3 separate regions of the Zea mays genome follow, and all the other regions are linked to region 1. The links are chromatin contacts, called in public Hi-C maps. All regions are on one chromosome and are shown on one strand. The core of a region is the stretch at or near the end of the contact, and the rest is flanking DNA. Distances in the headings are between cores, read along the strand shown. Region 1 holds the start of LOC100272990. Region 2 has its middle 30 kb from the start of LOC103649916. Region 3 holds the start of LOC100282007.

What was found. A called contact is a pair of places that touch in the nucleus more often than the background predicts.
Region 2: a contact with region 1 is called in a Hi-C map of leaf, with 5 times the contacts expected there. The contact joins the enhancer-like site here to the promoter of LOC100272990 in region 1. A contact is called at or near these places in 4 of 25 Hi-C or Micro-C datasets (bundle sheath, ear, leaf and 1 more).
Region 3: a contact with region 1 is called in a Hi-C map of leaf, with 7 times the contacts expected there. The contact joins the promoter of LOC100282007 here to the promoter of LOC100272990 in region 1. A contact is called at or near these places in 2 of 25 Hi-C or Micro-C datasets (leaf and tassel).

The regions. Positions count from the first base shown.
Region 1 is chr3:32,126,265-32,129,907 of Zm-B73-REFERENCE-NAM-5.0, forward strand. It overlaps LOC100272990, which reads right to left and starts at 2,199. Exons shown (of 8, transcript NM_001147441.1): 1 at 1,925-2,199; 2 at 1,049-1,400; 3 at 734-962; 4 at 435-580. The coding sequence starts at 1,380. LOC100384527 (C-type lectin receptor-like tyrosine-protein kinase) reads left to right here and starts at 3,324. Exons shown (of 4, transcript NM_001322116.1): 1 at 3,324-3,531. The coding sequence starts at 3,450.
Region 2 is chr3:31,583,217-31,587,134 of Zm-B73-REFERENCE-NAM-5.0, forward strand. No RefSeq gene overlaps it. Among protein-coding and RNA genes, the nearest start is that of LOC103649916, 30 kb to the left of the region's middle. Within about 2 kb of position 2,240, at least 13 of the 20 cell types and tissues checked have an H3K27ac peak or open chromatin away from gene starts, as enhancers often do. A contact at or near this core is called in bundle sheath, ear, leaf and 1 more, where this site is marked.
Region 3 is chr3:31,543,760-31,547,381 of Zm-B73-REFERENCE-NAM-5.0, forward strand. LOC100282007 reads left to right here and starts at 1,326. Exons shown (of 4, transcript NM_001368111.1): 1 at 1,326-1,574; 2 at 1,752-1,994. The coding sequence starts at 1,814.

The sequences.
Region 1 (3,643 bases), core at 949-3,448:
ACCATAATGCACACTTTTGGCGTCCAGACTAACACACTCCTATATACAGAGGGGGTAGCAAAAGAAACATATGTGGTAGAAATATCTTTGTGTGTTAAATCAACAGCACATATCTTTTGTTTTTCTAATCCTGGTATGACTCATCATTAGGGGGTGCAAATGGTACGGATGTTTTCTGGCCATATCCAAGCTCGAATTCGTTTAGAGTTAAAAATCCATCCGTATCTGAGTCGGATAAACTATATCCAAAACCGTATCCGCATCCGAATACTGAAATCATATCCATATTCTAATCCAAGAAACAATATAGCTATCCATGTTCATATCCGTAGGTATCCAACCATTTGCACCCTAGTAATCATAGTATTTTCTTAGTTTGCTGATGAAGTGAATAAAAACATTTGAGGGAAATAGTTAAGAGCCAACAGACATACCAGCAGTCCCCAAGCATTCCTAACACAGCTCCAAGCTGTGAACATAGGTCTAAGTTATCTTCTGAAGATTTTAACTCCTCCCTGATGTCGTCTGCACACATAGTGAGCCTTGACTTTGCACTTTCAATGTTTCGGGCACGAAAAGCCTAGAGCCAAACAGTTAAGGCCTTGTTGTAAGTTGTAACACCAATATTGTAAATAAATCCATGAATAATAGACAATGATTAGTTATTAAAATTTATCAGGTTCAAGAATCTATTTCAACATAAGAGGCTAAAGCAGTTAACTTAATTACTGACCCTCATAGCTTGCTGCACCAGAAAAGCCCCTCTCTCCATGGAAACATCCTCATATATGACTTTGTTCTTGCCATCTGCTGCTTCCACATCCCCTGCAGCATGTGATCGCTTGATTCTGGCATGACCATCAATGAAGCGGTCAACAAGAGCTTGAAGTTCCGCATCAGGCTCAATACCCTCTATATCAGCACCACATAGTGGGCAGTCTTTAAAGCGTGATATACATGCCCTGCCAAGGAAATCCAGTAAGAACCTATTGAAGCAACGAATGAAACACAAAATGCAATTGAGCTGGATGTGAGGCACGAAACACACTTGCAAAATTTATGGGCACACGGCTTGCATTTGCTACTTTCATGGAGTAGTGCCTGGCAGACAATGCAGCTAAGCGGACCCAGCTTGAAAGTGTTGGAGTCATAGCCGAATGGGCATTTTGCTGGTACGACACGAGGATCGGTGCCCTTTTCTTCACCATGATCACCACTTTCCTTGAGCTTGCTACCATGATCCTTGCCAGTGACAGGGCATACACCACTGATGCTCTTGTCAGATTTTGCAGGGCACACCCCAGTGTTGCTCTTATCAGATTTCACAGGGCATACACCACCACCAGTGGTGGCTCCCGCGAAAGGGCAGATCGAGCTCATGATTATTCACTCGTCCTTCCCTGCACAAAATGAGATAAGAGACATGAAGTTGCAGACCAAATTTATCATATGATAGCGCAACAGAAATCCTATATGTATGTGTGCATAAGTAGAGTCCAGGTATTGGTGCAGAAGCGGATTGTGGGAATCAAATCCCTAGGGTTGGATCTCGAATTAACCACATCACCACATAGTGAGAGTGAGATTATCGATCTAGTCGGCCAGGAAGAGCAAACTACAAAAAAAATGTTGTTGGGCAAGCGAAGTCTCAGAGATCCAAATGATAGCATGAGCAATTCAATTCGATGGAATTGAGGAATACGAGGCGAGCAAGCATTGAGGCGTTCGGTTGCAATTGGGTTGGTTAGCGGCACAAAAGTGATGTGAGAGGGGCAAAGTTCAGTGCAATAGAGAGGAGTTTGAGCATTGGAACGCAAGTTTTTCTAAGGTAAGTTTTCAAAATTTGAGTCGTATGGACCAAGTTTCGGACAAACTAACTTCAATTCGATTCCAAACCAGGTGGGAGAGGGCGAGAATCACCCACCGCGGCTACTCGCCTTCCCCCAGCCGACGCCGAGAACAGGCCTGCCGTGCACCTCTGGACGCGAGCTCTGCCGACGCCTCCGGTCTTCCCCCACCAAGCCACCGCACTGGCACGCCGCTGCTGCCGGCGTCCTCTCGCACGGGGAGACGAGACACCGCGATGGCTCGGACGGCGATTTGCGTTGCGGGTGGATGTAAGGGCACCCGGTCCTAGGAGAGATTAGAGAGATGTGTCAGATTCCGCGGCGCGGGCGGGGCGGGGAGATCGACGACGACGCGACGGCGATGCGATATTCTGGTTGTTGTTGGTGGTTTGTCCCCTTTTCCTCTCTCTTTTTTTCTTTTTTTTCTTTTTTTTATTTTTTGAGGTGGACAAGGTTGAAGTAGTGCTGGGAATTGGGCCGTGCCGGGCCGGCCCGGCCCAAGCCCATCGTGCTTAGTGCCAAACGGGTTCGGGCCAAGAAAGCCCAAACAATTTTTGGGCCGTGCCGTGCCAGCCCGAAGTGTAAAAACAGTGGCCCAGCCCGGCCCTAAACCACGCCGTGCCTTCGTTGGGCCGTGCCGGCCCAAGCCCGGCCCGTATATTTGACCACATAAAATCAAAATATTATAACCATATAAAGTTCATATCTTACTAAATTAAAGATATTAAACAATTATAGCATCATTTAACCACATAAACTCTAAATATAACAACAATATAAAGTCAATATCTTACTAAATTAAAGAGATTAAACAGATTGGGCTTAATTGGGCCGTGCTGGCCCAAGCCCGGCCCATCTATGCGTGCCGTGCTGGGGGCCCGACGGGTCAGAATTTGAGGCCCGGCCCAGGCCCGCCTTCGGGCCGTACTAGCCCGGTCCATATTATTTCGTGTCGGGCCGTGCTTTGGGCTCTTATTTTCGGGTCGTGCTCGTGCTGGCCCGAAAAGCCCGGCCCAGATTCCCAGCACTAGGTTGAAGGTTGCTATTTTCGGGCAAAGGCGGCGGCGACGAGCTCCAGCACCACGAGTCGTGGGGGGAAGGCCTGGTAAGATGGCATCGAGGCTCGAACGGTTAGATGTGTGCCACGTGGATGATCCGGCGACCACGCTACGACCACCGTTAACGTGTACTCTGTTTTTCTCTCGCACGAAAAAAGAAAGAGAGGAACATGGGCTGGGCTGGGTCTGCCAGAGAACAAAGGTCGACCCAGCCCGCTTGGCGGGTGTGGGCTCCTCCGGTTTCCTGCTGCTCTCTGGGCCCAGCGGCAGACAGCGGGGACAGCAGGCTTGAATGCGCTGCCCGGTAGTCAAGGCGGGAGTGGGAGCGCTTCTGCCTTTGGTTTGGTGCGCCCTCATTTATGACGCGCGCAATCTTCACTGTCTTCAGTCATCGTCAGAATTTCCTTCTTTTTTTTTTCCTTCCCCAACTTCTCCCTGCGTCGGCCGAGGCTGCGGCGACTGACCACAGCTTTCGACCCTTTCCAGTGGAGGGAACGGGGTTAGCGAGCGGCCTCCGCTGCGACGGCAACGGCGTGGGAGGGCCATGGCGGCCCCCGCGCTCGCCTTCCCCATGTTGCTGGCTGCCTCACTGCTCTCCGTCGCCGCTCCTGCGCTGGCTCGAAGCCGTGAGTCACCCTCTCTCCCTGTCGCTCCGCCCCCTCCTTTCTCCCTTCTCCCTCCTCCTTGGAAGGCAACTAGATCCACCGCTTCTTATTTTAGCCACCAATTCTAAAACGA
Region 2 (3,918 bases), core at 990-3,489, 540 kb before region 1:
CGACAAACTGTCCGCGATGACATAGGGAGCTCTCTAGATCTCGCCCATCGGGGATACCTCGTTAGGGAAAGATCGTTGGGTCGTTTTGGGGTTGACATACCACCCAAGATACCTCTAAACGACGTAGAGTCGGATAAAGACGATGATATACGGTGAGAAGTTACAACTAAGCCTATGCTACACCTACTCCCAAGGCAAAAATGATGACTAAGGTAAATAGATTGTTTTGATTGAAATGTGCTCGGTAGTTGTCAATCGACCATACCCCTTTAAATTTATAGGGGTGTAGACCCATTCCTAGGCGAGATCCAACATTCCTATGGATAGGGTAGGACAACCATGCACAAGATAAGCATTCTCATCCAAATTAATATAATTGTGAACCGTTCACCAGTGCATGTTCAACAATATGTAATTGCAAAACTAAAAATTGGTAAGTGAAGGAATGCCGATCGTAAGGATGGAAAAAAATAAATTCCCCGCTTCGAAGTGGCTGGCCTATGGGCGCCATTAGTGGGCGTGAATTCCATGGCCCAAAAAAGCGAGCATATTCGGTCCAGCCCACAAAAATATTTTGATAGATGTGCCTGCATATAAGAATATCCAGCCGAATATCGGATCAGTGTGTTTGGTTAGTCCATGATCAGATGTTTAAACGTCAGATTAATAAAACTAATTACATGAAGATTAAATGATTAGATGAATTTATTAAGTCTAATAATTAATGATTAGCAATTATTTTCCGTAGCCTCACATGTATGAATTATAGATTGATTAGGCTTTCATCTTGTCGTTGAGTCCATAATTAGTAATATTTCTAATTAGTACCAAACATTCGATGTGATATTTAATAACTAAGCAGGGATGCATTCTTGAGCAGGAAGGTTGAGAAGCCGCTGAACTTCTCGTTCCCGCTCACGTCCGGGATGGATTTTCCGCTCCGGTTTCTGCTCTGTTTTAGTTCTAAATTCAAAAATACAAAAATCAATTTATTTGGGGGTCAAAACGATATTTCATGACAGCAGAAACGAAAAGGAGAACCCCTAATCCAAAATGATAGTGACGAACTTTATATCCAAACACCCCTGCTCGGTTCCCTTGGCTTCGTTGTACAAGTGACATAAATAGGCTCTAAATTTTACACTGAAAATTTAAAGATCGACTGCCTTTTGACATTTCGTTTGCCTGCACTACCGCACATCTTCCCTGTGGCGCCGTCAGGTCTGACTGAGCATTACAGGCGATGCTGGTTGCATCATCAAACGATCGATGCAAAGGCTGCCCAAATCTATTATTACCCGACGACCAAGACACTAAAGCTGCTTGGCAACTGAAATTGAAGATCTTTGCCTCGATCGCCCTCTGACTCTTCTGATCTGCCTTGGTTGGTAGGTAGGGTACGTGAAGTGAAGCCATATGTATGTATGTATGTATGTATGTATGTATGTATGTATGTATGTATGTATGTATGTATGTATGTATGTATGTATGTATGTATGTATGTATGTATGTATGTATACCTTTCAAACTCTACTCTCCCAAATACATTAGCCCTCCTATCCTGGATTTGCACAAAGTCAAGTATTTTTAACACCGACGACTGATCACCAACATCAAATCAAATAAAAAAATGTATGGATCAACATAATTAAGCTCGGTGTTAATAGATTGACAACAATGGAAAATGCTTTTACAGATATACTCTACAACTCTTTCTATTTATAATGGTATTTCCATGCTAATAATAAAGTTGTTATTTTTAGATAGAACAGAAGTTGCAGTGTCCATTATTCAGATATTCGGTTATGGCAGAAAGACCCCCTCGATCGGCCAGTGGTCCTGGTCCCAATATCCCACACCAAGAGTTTCTGAGCACTCACCGAGGACACTTGGAGGATCCACCAAGTTCAGTTCAAGATGCAGCTACGCCATTTACAAGCTCTACTGCTACGTCTCAGTGTGCCGTTTACGAAGAACACGCCTGAATATATAAAGCCATGCATGGATGTACTCCGGTACTCGGAATATGCAGACAGTACAGTCTCAAGCAATCGATTAGTTCAGTGATTTTGTATTGATCCCATCCCATGGACGGCCTCATCACAAGTAAAAGCGTTAAACTATACTATTATATACATTGACCTTGCGTGAATATAATGCCAGCGTCACTGTGTGACCTGCTAACGACGACGGCGAGGCTTTGACCACCCCAGCCCTCTCGAAGGGTTTGCTTGTACTGAAAAGGGGCGGCCGTGGGCCAACCCAGTTACTAGACCGGCCCATACATTTGTAAGATAAATCAATAAGTATCCATGGGGCTTCATTCAGAAGAAAAAGAAAAAAAAGAAGTTGTATGGGCTGCCAAACGTCAATTTTAGCCCATCCGATCCAAGCCCTACATTGGTTATCCAATGCAAGGCTGAGATTCAGGGGGTTATAAGACCCTTCTCAGTGGTAGTTTCATCACATCATTTTTAATATTGTCATGTCAATAAAAGTAAGATGAAATATAGAATGATCAATAGTTTCATGTCACAACTTCATAGACTAGCATGTGCCTTCAATGATGAATCTAAATAACCAACAGGGATCAATGAAATAGATGGAGATGAAACAAATTACTCTCAATGGTGGTTTGACGCGGTTTCCAATATCTTGGAAACGGGTTGGTATAGTTTCATAGTGATGAAACTAGTTTCACCTATTTTATAATAAATATAGTGCCATAACATCAAAAATCATATATTGCATACTATTTAATGCAATGAAATCTCTCACAAAACTCCCATCGACAATAGCCTAAAAGTCGATGGATCCAAACATAGGCATGCATGCACGTAACTCTTAATACCATTCAGTTTTTGAGATGTCCTTTGCCTACCCATCCAAAAATGTATTTTCAATTTGCCTACCATTATCTACAACAATAAAACCCATTTGAACACCCATATCAATAAAATATCATTTTTCTTTCCATCCCACAAAACTAGGCCCCGCTTTTCTCTCTTCTCTCACTCATATCATATAGAATAGGTTTTGGAGAGAAAAAACCCATATTTAGGTTTCCTCTCTCCTTCTAAAATGAGTATCATCTAGGTGCTCTCAACTTTCATGTTTGCATACTTTAATAAAGGAGCCAAAATGAGAATCCAAGGAAGACTCATATTATGGTTCATTTTAGAGTTTAGAAAAGTTCTTGGTGACCATTGGAACACTTTGGAACTCAGAGATAAGGCATCATTGTTTTTATGTGAAGTTTGAGGTTCCAAGTGAAAATTGGAGCATAAAGTTGAAGTAGAGAAGGCAGCTGAAGTTGGAGAATTTGGTAAAGACAATGGGATGACTTAGAGTGGTTGGTACAACTCAAAGAATATTCGTCTAAGTCATAAAAGTGCACAATAGAACAACTGGATCAATCTGCAAAAGAAAAGCCAAAGGTAATTTAACATGTGCTTATCTGTGGTGCACCGGACCTTGGTCTGGTGTGCAATAAACCACTTTTGCAGGGATGGCTAAAAGGAACATTGGCGGCCTGGTGCATCGGACTATGGTCCGGTGTACACTGGACCTATTGTGTAGAGGCTATGTAACTCGATGACCTCGTGCTAGCGCATAGACCAGGGTCAGTGTGCACCGGACCGAGAGTTTGCAGAAAAGCCTGCTCTCGGGTTTTGTGACTGTTAGTGCACGGACCTGGGTCCATGTGCATCAGACCACTTGGGTCCAACAACTACTTCGATTTCAACGTTCAACTACAATGGCTAGGCACGGTCTGTTGTGCACCAGATTGTGACGGTGTCAGCCTAAAATGGAAGGTATCTGTTAAGATCTCGATGATAGCAGGACTGTAGAAGGTCCGGTGGTGCACCAGACCGGTCCGAGGCACCCTAGGAAGGCAGAAAATGCTCAACAGCTAGA
Region 3 (3,622 bases), core at 76-2,575, 580 kb before region 1:
CTTTGGGTATTTTGAAGAGAACAAATGGGGAGACTTTGTGGGAAGTAAAATTTGTTTTTCTCAAGGGCATTCATGATCTGGGAAAATGATCTCCAAGGAGTTTTCAAAAGATTTTGAACTTGGCTCGTTTCACAACTTACTTAACCGTCGCGGATCCCTCTTAATTGTACGACGATTCATATGACTCAAGAATTATAAATTTAGCACCGCCGTTGTTTCTTAGCACTTGGAGCACGCCATTTGATGTGGAATTTTAAATCCGCTGTGCTTTATACTTTTATGCTCGTAAGATCTGTGCTTCTCCTGTCTGTAGAAATACTGTGTACATACTAGGAGCAAACTTGTTAGAATCTTAGTTTGTTTTGTCATTAATCACCAAAACCCTCAATTAGGGTTGATTGCACTTACAAGGAGGACATGGTGGCGCCTGCCACACTTAGGTTATCTTGGCGATGAGGAGTCCAGGTATAAGATATTAGACAACCAAGGTCCGTATCGTGGCAGCAGTCGGCATATGCTATGGAGTTGTTGGTGGTGTTGTGTCGCTTCGGCGTGTCCAGGGTTGGCAAGACACTCGCATTCTCTCGTCCTTCTCGGACTGACGTCTAGTGCGGGTGCCTCTCGGTTTGGAGCTGGTCCGACTGGACTTTTTCCCCGCTTGCGTGCTCTATCCTTATATATGTCTAGCGGTACCACCTATGTCGCCTCCAGATACCCAGTTCTTCGTCGTGTTCTTCTCCGGGAACGAACAGGTATGTCCGCCTCTTTCCTTCCCCTCCTGCTCTACGAAACATTGGAAGTGGGGAAGGCGAGGGATGAGGTCTCTGATTTGCTGCATATGGTAACCGTGCGTCCATAAAAAATATTATGCGAAAAGCGAAGACAATCAATAAAAAACCTTGAGATCTTTTTGTGATAGTTTATGTGGGTATTATTGTGAGCCGTCGCAACGCACAGGCAACCGACTAGTAATATTAAAAATATGTCTCAACGGAATAAAAAAAAGACAACACACCAAATTTCAGTGATCGAGGAGACATTGGCAATTTTGCCATTATGATTTGTGGGCTTCGTCAGTATGCCATCAGACCCACAAATCATAGACACATAATCCCACCAGTAATAGACACAGGATGACATAATAACATACATCAAAATTGGGAGTGGCAAAATCACAAATTTCTCGTGATCGAGCTGGGCCTGATTCTAGGCCAATAGTGGGCCGAAAGAAAAGCACGGCCGTTTCCGGGCGGGTCATCATTGTGCAAGCGGTGGAGTCTGGACTCTGGAGTCGAGGAAACCATCGTCAATCAAAAATCAAAAACAAAAGAAGCAAACCTCGTCGTCACGCCATCCCTCTCCACCTCTCGTCTTCCAGACGCCTCCAATCCGGGCTCCCAGCGTCTCGGAAAAGAGGAGCAGCACGGCACGGCGGCGATGGCGAGGAACGCTCCAATAATATGCTAACCCGTTCTACCCAGTCCAATTAGCAGCCTCCCAAGGAGAAGGAGATCCAATCCTGCGGGCGGGCGTCCCCGTATCCCATCCATCGATCCGAATCTCGGAATCTGCAGGTGAGGAGACTCATCGGTTCCCTTTTTGAGTAGCGACTCATCGGTTTCTCACCATCACTTCCACTTGGGGATTTCAATCGAATGGTGAATAGGAGTTACCAATCAACACTCCTTTCTTTTCTTTTTCTTTTGCAAACAATCCATCGAGAAAATCTTATTCTTACGCGATTCCTTCAGGACCCTGCGGCGCGGCTTCTTCGTGGAGAAGAGGTTGCTGCCGAAGCCACCGCCAGGTAGCCATGTCGTCCTCCGTGCTGAGGGCTGCGGCCGACAGGGCCATTCGCAGGCAGGCCCTCACGCTGACGAACGCCGCGGTGTCCAGGATCCGGCAGCTCCTCAGCCTAAGGCAACGGCCATACCTGCGGCTGGGTGTCAAAGCGCGAGGTTGCAACGGCCTCTCCTACACCCTCAACTATGCCGGTATACTTACTGCTACCTTGTCGCACAGATCAACTTTCTGCACCTGTTTTTCATCGTTTCACAAATTCACATTAACAACATCCGATTTCATAAAGGGCGGGGGGAAATGAATAAAGTGATAAGCTTATATAACACGTCTTGCTTAATACTATCCCGGTCATCCAATATGTAGAATTTTGTATAAGATCCTTTATTGCAAAATGTTACTTCTGTTGTATCGTGATGTTCAGCCATATACCATGGTTAGTGTTCTTACCATTTATATTATATTTCGTCACTTTTCAGTTATATTGGTAATTGGTATGGCAGATTAATTACCAGACTAGTCATAATACCCAGTGGCAGATCCAGAAATGGATCGCGGGTGGGGGATAAGTTAAATGTAATGATGAATGGAATATTAGAAATAATAGTATCAATTAAAAATGCTCATGATGGCATATAATCCCTCCATTCTCTTTTATAAGGCATAGCTTACCTGACAGGCTGACACGGCCTTATAGATTACCCTTTGACAATCTATTTATTTTATTTTATATTATTATGCTTATAGGCTTATGATAATTACAAATTAACCATATCAACTTTGTGCTATAATAGTTCAAAATTGTTAGTCAAAGATTGTGAGGTTTGAATCTTGATATGCATGTGCGCCTTATAAAAGAGAATGGAGTATAAGTATATATAATAACTTTGTTCGTAGAAGAATACGAAATAAGAGATCCGATAACCAAAAGTCATACATGTATGCACAATATCACATAGCTTTCCCCTACCATCTAAAATTGTATATTAAAATTTTCAAATTGTTGTATACTTCATATAAACAAGATTACATTGTAAATTGAAATGAAGTACTACAATACATACCACTCATTGTGTACATGACAAATTTATCATAACATATTGTTTCTTGTAGCCAGAAAGCGCTTTAATCTTTTTATCTTTAATGAATGTAAACAAATGCCACTCGGTGTAGCAATTTAGAATCAATTATTATGGGTATGAAAAATAGGAAATAGCAATCAAAATGGGATGAACTTATACTGTAGTACTAGACCATAGAACATTCTTTGCCTCATTGGCTCACTGTTGCAGCTAGCATACCAACAGATGGGGGATTAGAGCGGTGATCGCCTGGCCAGCTGGGTGCCTGCTGGATGCTGCCTAGAGATGCTATTCCCTTTGAATGGTGGCCAGCTGAGCGCTTGCCGCCTGCTTTCCTGGGACCATTGTTCACCTTAGGGGCTAGGGATCGCTGGCTATGAGCTTGGGGATTGCCGGTTTGAGGTGATGGCCGATGATTGATTATAGCCAACCGGAGCAGGAGAAGGGATGGGTGCAGCTTGCTGGAAGATGCCGCCACGGAGAACAGAAATGGTAGAAGGATTAGGCTTGATTTTCCAAAAGGTAAGTCGATTGAGGTGGAGAGATGATGATTTAAGGCTCTAAACGTACGGCTTCTTGCAATCACTACACCACTGCTCCATTGGTTATCACCCGTGCCACAAGGATGTCCTCGCTAAGAAGGCTTATTTCCTGTAAGCGCAATCGAGAACACAAGGAAGAACATGGAAGTTCTAGTCAACTGAATCGATTATGAAGGTGGGGTTCAACAAACTGATGAT